Regions from separate parts of the Gossypium arboreum genome. Here region 2 is linked to region 1. The links are chromatin contacts, called in public Hi-C maps. All regions are on one chromosome and are shown on one strand. Each heading gives the region's core, a stretch centred on a gene start, on an enhancer-like site or on the middle of the called end of the contact. The rest is flanking DNA. Distances are from core to core; before and after follow the strand shown. Region 1 holds the start of LOC108463963 (probable protein S-acyltransferase 22). Region 2 holds the start of LOC108462069.

Evidence for each region. A called contact is a pair of places that touch in the nucleus more often than the background predicts.
Region 2: a Hi-C map of leaf shows a contact between it and region 1, with 4 times the contacts expected there. The contact joins the promoter of LOC108462069 here to the promoter of LOC108463963 in region 1. A contact is called at or near these places in 3 of 5 Hi-C or Micro-C datasets (all in leaf).

Annotation. Positions count from the first base shown.
Region 1 is chr13:28,539,011-28,544,177 of ASM2569848v2, reverse strand. LOC108463963 (probable protein S-acyltransferase 22) reads left to right here and starts at 2,333. Exons shown (of 9, transcript XM_017763995.2): 1 at 2,333-3,089; 2 at 3,219-3,332; 3 at 4,663-5,064. The coding sequence starts at 3,048.
Region 2 is chr13:28,744,352-28,749,518 of ASM2569848v2, reverse strand. LOC108462069 reads right to left here and starts at 3,103. Exons shown (of 9, transcript XM_017762068.2): 1 at 2,725-3,103; 2 at 2,287-2,644; 3 at 2,133-2,216; 4 at 1,891-2,023; 5 at 1,634-1,796; 6 at 1,389-1,517; 7 at 927-1,121; 8 at 720-842; 9 at 24-593. The coding sequence starts at 2,554. The coding sequence ends at 474. LOC108461548 (probable WRKY transcription factor 4) reads left to right here. Exons shown (of 5, transcript XM_017761415.2): 5 at 1-69.

The DNA.
Region 1 (5,167 bases), core at 1,084-3,583:
GGTGTCCCTAAGCACACGGGCGTGTGCCTTGCCTCCACATGGGCGTGTAAGGCATAATTCTAGTAAATTTTCTAAAATTTTCTATAGTTCTCAGTTTAGTCCCAGATCCCTTTTAATGTATGTTTTGGACCTTGTAGGTCCATAATCGGGACACTATGATGTTGTTTGGGTCGGTCTTAAATTAGAATGAAATTTTATAACCTGTATTTTCTGAAAGTGTCCGAGTATGTGTCTGGTAACGCCTTGTACCTTGTCCCGATCTCGGGTATGGGTGAGGGGTTTAGTGTGTAGCGGATGGGGGTAAGATTATTCTATTTGATTATGTTATGCTAAGCATGTGTGACTTCTGATCCATCTGTTCTGATATATGCATTTAAGCATGTTTATGATGTGATTTATGCTTGTGGGCCAAGGCACACACTGAACTTTATAGCTCATTCTGTTTGTTTAACATTTTTTAGGTAATCCTCGGACTTAGGATTTGGCGGCGCTCAAGAGCTCGATTTGATTTTTGTGTTTAACTCGTTTAGAAACTTTTATTTTTGATTTTATGGACTTATAGACTGTTTTTCGGACTTTAACTTTGGTTTTGGGATTTGTTAAATATTTTAGTTAGTTATTTTAAAAACCGGTATAATTTTTGATAATTTGAAATAAACGTATAATTTTTAAAGTTAAACAACTCTAAGAATTTTTTCGCTGCAAAATTTTAATCAGGATTATGTGTTTAACAAAGCAAGTAACTAAAGTGTGATGATTTTATAAAAACCAAGTTTTATAAGTATACGATTAAAAATTTCACCTAAACATTTTATAAATGACAATCTTCCTACCAAAAGTTGTGACGAGTTTTATAAAATCTACAATTTTCAGTTTTGGAATAAGATAAATTTTGAAAATATATGACTAAAGTTTCAATTTATTAATGTAACCTTCCAAAACCAACCATAACGTCTAGGTTAGGTTTGAGGTGTGACACTTTGCCTCAAACACTCTGCGAACCATTTGAGTCCTAAAGACCAAAAGGGGATGTGATTTTTTTTTTTAAAATCAGACACATGCCTGATATCTAACAATACGCCACCTTCAACCGAATTATATATAGAGAACAACGAATCATCACCATTGTGCTCAGCCACATTAGCTACTTCTGTAATTATTCGAAAGTGTTAGAAATAAAATTTGTGATCCCGTCGAACTTTTTCATATCGAAATTCATCATTGACTCTGATATCAATTTGTTGGGGACCGACCCGTATAAACAACGAGATAGTAAAGTGGAGAAGAACAAACACAAATATTTACATGGAAAACTCCTTCGAAGAAGATAAAACCATGAACGAAGGAGGCTTCGGCTTTTCAGTAAATGAGTAAACACACGAGAGTACAATATGGAGAAAATAAACCTAAATATATGAAATGTACAAAACCCAAACTTTGAAAACGAAACCCTAACTTGGGAACATAATTCACTCCATAGTTACCACAAAAAACTTTCTCAAATTCATATGCGACTACTTCTTGTCCCCTTAAAAGAAAAACCCTCTCTGATTGGCATGTCTAAATCAGGGTTACAAAGGCCACGACTTTCCTTATTGTGATGTCGCCGCTGCTCCTACATCAAGAGATCGTCGCCTCGTTTTTACGTCTTGACGACCTTCGTCGTGACGTCGTCCCTTGCCCGTCGCATTGTTGTAATGTCACATATCTCCTCGTCGTGACGTCGCACATGTATCTCCAATAAGTGCTTGCAAAACGTTCGATAAATGCGAGACATACGCCACAAATGTTGATAGTGAAGTGGTTTGATTTTATAAGAAAAATTAATAGGTTATATCATTAATTGATGTTAAAAATAAAAAAAATAGTTAAATAAGATACATGGTATTTTTAACATTGCTTGTAATAAAAACCTCAAACGAAATAATAATTTATAATACAAATTATCATAAAATATTTTAAACATGATTATAATGTGATGATATGCATTAAAATGATATGAAAACATGAAATGCACTAGGACAAAAATTATGGGAGGAATCTTATGCAAAAGTTTGAATTTTTTTTTTCACATCTAAAAGAAAGATAAAGGAAAATGAATATGATGATGGGTGAAAAAAAAAGAGAAAAGGGATAGGCTAAAGTCGAAAGAATGTAAGAAATGAAATACTTATGTCAAAATATTTTTTAAAATACTAAAATATATAATTATGCATACTTTTTTTTCTTGGCAAATTATGAATACTTCTAAGCTAAAATAATAATAATAATAATAATGTATAATTTAAGACTAAAAACGCTAACTGGGTCAAAATATTGATGGAAAATGCTGAAAAAGGAATTTTTAAGACAATTGTTGGTGAAGGCAATTACAAAAGATGAAACCGAACAACTGTCTATTTGCAGCGATGGGCCTGATGTTGTGACACTTTGAACATGATTAAATTAAACAAAGAAAATTAAACAAAAAATTAAAGTAAAAAAAAAAGTAAAAGTTGGGTTTTGAAGGTACATTATAGGCAATGGAAACGAAAGAATGAAAAAAAAAAAAAAAAAACCAGTTCTCTCGCATGTTGTTACTTAGAGACACAGTTTGAGAGTTTTGAGACAGATCTTATGGCCAAGCAAAATGCTTTATATAAGAAACAAATAAATACCCAAACCCCAGACTAGCCCTTCTTGTGTTTTTTTCTGTCTTTTCTCTTTCATTGCATGAGGCAGGGGCCATGATTGTGTGAACCAGACAAAGCTTTCCTTACTGTCCAAACCTATCTTCTTCAGCTACCTTGTTCTTTTTCTTTTACACTTTACATTTTTCTTGCCCTTTTTTTTATTAGACCCGTGAAGGTAAAAAAAAAAACAAAACAAAAAAAAAAAACAAAGGGTAATGCTTGGTTGGTGGTCTAGTGAAATGAGTGATCTTTATTTTCCCCGGAAAGTGAGGGAAAGTGTGAGAAACTAAGTATAGGAAAAATACCCAGCAGATTTTGACTTTCACTCTTTTCCATATTTTCCCCTTCTCTGTTCGTTTAACATTTTAAGAGGAAATGAGGAAGCATGGATGGCAGCTTCCTTATCATCCACTCCAGGTATTTTTTGTTTTTGGTTCTTTGTTACTATTTCCATTTTTATGTAAAATTGCTGAGCTTTTTTGTTGTTCCAATTCTGGGTAATTTAGCAAAGTTTTCGTTTTTTTTTTTTTACTTATTTTTGCAAAGGTGGTTGCTGTTGCTGTGTTCTTGGCACTTGGATTTGCATTCTATGTGTTCTTTGCTCCTTTTGTTGGGAAGAAGATGTTTCAATACATTGTGATTGGAATCTATACTCCTCTTGTAAGCCATTTCAACATTTTTCCTTTTATTTTATTTTTATTTTCTAGTAGGTGGAAGAATTGAGATCTATGTTTTCTTTGCCTGTTGGTCTCTCTGATTCATTTATTTTCCCTCTAATCTAAGGGTCCTTTCCTTTTTCTAAATCTGATTTTTTTTTCTTTTTTTTTTCTTTTGGTTGTTTTATCTTATGGAGTCTCTCAAGCATATCATCAACTTGTGACTTTAGCTGATAAGGGCAATTGTCTTTTAGCCATTGTTCCTTTTAGGAGGCATTGATTCTATACAAGAGTTTCAAATTTCATCCATTAAAGGATTATTAGTGGCTAAATTTCTTCTGGTTAACAGCTGGTCTTATTGCTCTTCCTTTTTGGAGCAAAAATTCTTTTATTGAAGTAGTTTATTGGCTCATAAATGTTTTGTATTACTTTTAGGAAATGTTAAATTATGAACTGCTGAACTGTTATCACAGCAAACACAGAGATCTGAAACTTTAAGACGGTTTGTTTGATAGTTCTCATAAGTTATAAAATACTCGAGAACATTTGGGCAAGTCCATGCTATCGGGGACTGGGGTACTTACTGACAATTCTAGATAATGCTAGGTTGATGAACTCTCTCTTAAAGAAATATTTCACACAAAGAAGTTAGGCTTCTATGATGTTATCTGCTGACTGGAATTTGTAAACTGAGAACTGTTCTCTCTTAAAGTCATATATAATAGTAGTAAAGACTGTGTTTATTTACTGTAATAGCATATGGCCTAATTGAGTCTAGCTCAGGAGAACTGTGGTTGGTGATTTTGTGGGGGCAGAATGCAGATTGGATGGTTAGAAGTAAGTTAGCTTTTCTTTGAACTTGAAGGTATGCTGTTTAAAGTACATATTGGCATTTTAGATGATTACAGTTAGTACATCAGACTCAAATCGTCTGCTTTAAGATGGCTCTTTAGAATGAAATTAGTGTACTGTTTGAAATGCATTCATGGAGGTCATGAAATATGCTAACACTTTAGGTGCTAAGTGTGCATGTTTTAGTCATTTCCCTTGTCTTGTCTACAAGTCATAGTTGATCCTATTATTCGATTAAAATGTGGATGGTTGAGTCATTTCCCAAGTCTTGTCTACAAGTCATAAGTAAATCATAATACAATCTAACCGAAGCATGCAAGGTTGAGTCATTTCTCGAGTCTTGTCCACAAGTAATAATTAATGGCACTATAATGCTGCTTATAATAGCAAGCTATATTTGGCATCCATTTTGGTTCTCTCTTTTATTGTATTTGATGTGTCCTTATCACCTTGGAACTTTAGTGACAATATTCTCCTTTTAGATTACATGTTGCTTTGGCCTATATGTTTGGTGTGCGGCAGCTGATCCTGCAGATCCAGGAGTTTTTAAGTCAAAAAAGCACCTCAAAATTTCTGAAAATAAGCTTTCTGGACCAAAGGACTCTAAATTAGGTGGGGATTCAACTACATCATTGCATGACGGCAATGCTACTTTAGTTGGAGGGAAAACTCTGGAAAAGGATGCAGCAGCTACACATGAAACCTTGAATAACACGAGTTTTGGAACTGATAGAAACCATTCTTCATCGAAGCAATCATCTTGTTTCGTATGGATTTTTTTCCCTTATGCTTTTATCTGCAAGTGCTGTAGCTCAAACGAAGAATCTTCTGAACAACAGATGAGTGAAGATGGCATGTTCTATTGCAGTTTGTGTGAAGTTGAGGTAAAGTAGCATTTGGTATCTTGTTACATCGTTTCCTTTTTCTCCTTTATCTGATGAATATTCCATTACGTTCCTTATGTTGACATAGCTTAAGAGGGGAAAA
Region 2 (5,167 bases), core at 1,854-4,353, 200 kb before region 1:
CGATCAATGTTTGCTTGACATGATTGTTGGCTTATACCAATAATTTTTAGGTTTCAGATTTTAACACAATAGAGGGACTAATATCATAATTAAACAAAATAGATTACATTGAAAACAAAATTGGGAAAATCTCATAAGGATTCCCCATTGAATGAACAATCCTTGGATTCTACGGTAGTTGTGAGGATATAGAAATTACAGTGGCAGCCAAATCAGAATAAAAGAATGCAAAGAATAAAGATGTATGTATATACGTTTTAGATGATGGTTAGAATTTACCAACAAATTTCATTTTTCCCCCTTGAATACAAAAAAAAAAAAAAAAGAAAAGAAAAGAAAAGAAAATTTTTACATATTCTTTTATGAAAACAAAAAATTCTCTTTCATTTTCACAAAAAAGTAAATAAAAAAAATTAAAAAAAATGCCTGCCTTATTGGATTTATAAGAAAGCAAGAAATCTGCCTGGTGTATGTCAAATTAAATCATCTTTGGAGGTTACAATGGTGGGAATTTGGCCGTGATTTACAAAATCAATCTTATTCAAGCGTAAACAGCACAATGCTTGCTCTGGTAGCTCCTCTGGTTTTTGTGCCTGCCATGAACCGTTACCAACAGGCAACCCAGTCAAGTTTTTTGTATTTAAGTTAATAATCGATCAACTTAACCTGTTTTAACCGACCGGCTAACTTGATTTTAACTGAAAATTGCAAGAATTTACCTGAATGGTTAAACCCAGATTAATTATCCCATTCTCCATGCGGTCTATAAATGATTCAAGTCCTTTCCTAGATATGTAGCTAAAGCGGTGTATATCTATATCGATCTCAAAATAATTCTCGCCCTGGATCATATTAAAACAAGAATTCGGGGTGAGTGTTGAATATGGATATATTTATTTAAAAAAATAAGTTGTAACTTCAATTACCTGAAAGAAAGAGTGTTGAGGGCGCGAAAGCACTGGCTTATCGTTATAAGCTTGAATAAGTTTCTTTTCCGTAGCACCAATTTGCAGGTCTTCAGGGTTAACCAAGCCTGCCATAATTTTTAGCCTCTCTCTGAAAGGCACGCTGGACTCCTTGGCAAACCCTCTAACCTTTTCCATTTCATCGTCCACAAATTTCTGTAGCAAAAGTAAAAAAAAATATAAATATTATGATAATGATTTTCATGGGAAGATTAATTAAAGGGTTAATTCCAATTTTAAATTCATCCCTGAACTTCAAAATATTCCATTGAATTATGGAGCTTGAGGATTCAATTAAAATGTTTTGAATTTGGGGCCGATTAAGAATTCAACTCGTAATTTTGGTAGAATTTATCCAAAGAAAAAAAAGGACACAAACATTGATTGTAAGGTTGTATAATTGGTGAGGGAGTGAATGAATACCTTGATGGTTTCCTGGAATTGAGGGGATATATCTTTATCAAAAGTATCCGAGACCTTAAAATACAAGACAAGGCTCAAACCTTCCCCATTGGCATCACCGATAAACACATTGGCAGGATAAGTTGGCACCTGCAACAACAAACCGCCAAATCAAGAGACATTGTTAAATTGTGTAAGATAATGCCCCCACCCTCCCCGCCAAAAAAAAAAAAAAACATGCGATTCAAAGAGACAAAAACAAGAACCTGTATGTTAACAATCAAAAGAGCAGGCACTTTATCATGTGGTTTTACTTTTGGTAATTGAACTTGCTCAGCAATGTGGTTCATTTTAGTTGCGCAGATAAATAAATCAACCCCTATTGGTACATATGGGCTACAATCTGGTGCTGGGGACTTCTGTTTATCTCTGCAAAATCGTATCAAGTTTCAACATTTTGATGAGATAATGTATGAGAAAGCATTGCATTAACATTTGTGGTGGATAAACTAAAATGGCTTGCCTAAAGAAATTCAGTCCGCGAAGCTTGAAAACTGAAGGTGAAATCTCTGACCACGTTCCTGGTGTCGCCTTCTCTCCTGAACAAGGGATTTGAACTCCAGCTCGGGGACGGTAAACGTACCGCTCGGCTCCACCTGTTGGGTTTCATTGTTCAGGCCTTCAAAGTTTGTAACATTCATAAAATGTTTCATATCTACATAACATGATGCAGTTCCAACTGGGATGAGAAAGGAGTGAAATTACCTCCGTATACGCTATGGCAATCCTCGTCCGACTCGGACTCCATAATACTAACCGAATCGAACCATACTTCATCTTGGCATTTCCCTGCAACATAATATCATTGCTACTATTAAAATAACATATGTGCCAATGGGATGATGGGATAGGAGAGTACCATTGGAAGAAAGTTGACTGTGGTTATATTGTAGCTGTGTTACATGAAATGTTTTGTTAGACATCTCGGACCCGTTCTCGTAGTCTACGTGAACGTATTCACTAACGGTGATATCGGTCATGCTGGCATCGCTCATATTCCTACGTACTTCAGGTATGGGAGGGGGAATCTTTCCCGATATCTTTCCGTGACGCTTCCCGAAACTGAAGTGTCGTTTATGTGGTCTAGGTATTGCCATTTGACCGTATACCGAGGCGCAACCACCCATATTGCCGGGGATCTCTTTATCAAGGCTGCTACCGGTGCAAGAAGGACCAGGCTTAAAGCTGAAATGCTCCGAGGATCAGGCTTCATCAAACTGAAATCAAAACATACGTATGATACATCCATACATGAAAAAAATGTTAAAAAAAAAAAGAGAGGATAAAAGGTAAGAACCTGAGGAGAGAAAGGTTAAAATCCCGGCATGGACGAAGAACATAACAGTTTCTTCTTCACTTCGGAACTTTAAAACCCCTTCTCTCTCTGTGTGTGTCTCTGTTCCTCTCTCTGTCTCTCTTTCTCCCTGCTTATGTCTCTGTCTTTGGTCTCTGTTTTTTTTTTTTTGGGGGGGGGGTAAATTGGGACCAGAGATAAGAAAAAAAAAAAACTCAAGAAATACTCGAGAAACAGAGAGTGGAAAGGAAGACAAATGGAGGAGATAAAATTGAAAGGATCTGAGACAGACCCTCCGTTATAAGCGGGTCCTTAATTTGCAAATGTCCCCTTTTTAAATCCCCCCCTCTTGTCCTGTTTCTGTTTTCTGCTTCTTTCATTCAATTACTGTCTGATTTCTTCTTTTACTATTTTTATTTTTAATTTTTTGTTTTCTCGCCCGAGATTTCGCGGGCTTTACCGCTTTTGTCTTAATCCTACGTGGCATTATCAATTATTATCCTAAAGAAAAGGAGTTAGTAATTATAATGATTTTTGGGTTAATTTTGTCAAACATCACAAATCATCACACATATTTTAAATCAGTCCCTAAACTTCAAATAGCTATAATTCAATTTTCAAAGCATCAATTTTGTATCAATTAGGTTCTTTTGCCAATCTGACCATCGATTTAAGCATTAAAATGTCAATTTAAGTCTAACGTAGAGTGTATTAAAATGTCAATTACCTACCACATGAATAACTTATATTTGACATCTTGAAAAAGCAAAATGTTAATAAAATTTGTGATGGTTTTTTTCTTTTCTTTTTTTAAATATGTCGGATTCAAATTATCCATGAAGTAAGTACATGCATGATTATAATTTAATCTACAAGTTTTAAATATGCTCCACATTCGCAAGGGCAAAAGGAAAGGGGTAGACAATTGCCATGGCCCCAAAAATAAAAAAAATTATCTATATAACCTTTCAATTTTTAGGAAATAAAAAATTAGTACAATGATCAAATTGCATGTTGCCTCCCTAAATTTTTTATTTATTTCTGCACAAAAAAAATTTTCTGACTTCATCCCTGGACATTAGATTTGAGCTAAGATTAAACTAGACCTAATCATGGGTTGGGCCAGTGCAAAATTTTAGGCCTATTTTTTAAGCCCGACCTGAAAATGGGTCTAAAATTCTGTCCAAGCATGATCCAGATTAAAAATGCTAAACTTGAGCTCGATCGAGCCTGCCTGTATTAAATATTTTTTATACAAAAACAAATTTAAAAAATATAATACATCAAATACACAAAAAAACATTAAAATAAATGTTTCTCAACAATTTGAAAATACATTAAAAAATGTCATTATACTTCAATAAGACTAAGATAGTTGCAACTTAGCAAGCAATTTGTAACACCTTTATCGACCCAATTGCTGAATTCGGGTATGGAGTTCACAACTTAACCGGATTTCCTGGCCACATATTTTTTAGACTTAATAGTCTTAAAGGAGGAGTTAAAAAACTTATTACAATCGAACCCTTAAATTTAATAAAGTCGCTAACTCCGAAAATGTTGGACTCTAAGGCAGCTATTTAATTACAATGTATTTGATTTTGAGGCTAAGCCTCTAAAGGTACCTCTTTCCTATGTGCATGACACCCTTGACGGTGATCATTGATCTAACACAGCCTGGTTTAGTCCCTATTTGATTCCTTATCCCGCGAGTTTTGCAATAACAAGTCAAAACCCTTGTAAGTTCAAATGAACTTAGTGAGTTTCTTTGCTGCATTAAACGAAAATAGACCCCATCTTGCACGGGTTCAAGTAAAAAAGAACTAAACACACACTACTTCTTGTCTCGTTTAGACGATCCATTTTCATCTAGAGTGTCAGACTCTTGCTCGCCTTTCGCCTTTCTTCAATAGCAGAATGATCGCTAAGTGATCATTACTTGGTCTGCTTATGACCATTCAACTAATTCTAGTGAAACTTCACTTGACCTCACCCATCTCACCCGTTGTCCACCTTAAATCTGGCATATAAGCTGACATTCTACTCATAAGAATTACTAGAAAAGGGTTACGTCGTATTGACAATCTTAACCTTGTTTCATTTTTTCTACTTCCACCTCACTTTCGAGTTGCAATATTGTTTGGATTACTCCCTTGTAATCCGCCCTATTCATAAATCCCAACTTTTGACTATGAGAAAGATCCATCCACATTGGACCATTTTGATCTCTGGCATCCCACACACTGTCACCTAATCAACCATTCAAGCTTTCTATCTCTCTTATAGGCTGATTATATATGGATCTGACTCTATGGCGAATAAACTAGAAATGAATTCCCCTTAAGAAGATATAATTTTGACAGACATATCTGACGCTTGGTTACTCCTTTTTGGTACTTCTCTTTCTCTCATACAATATTTCGTTGGACACCATCTGGCGACCATT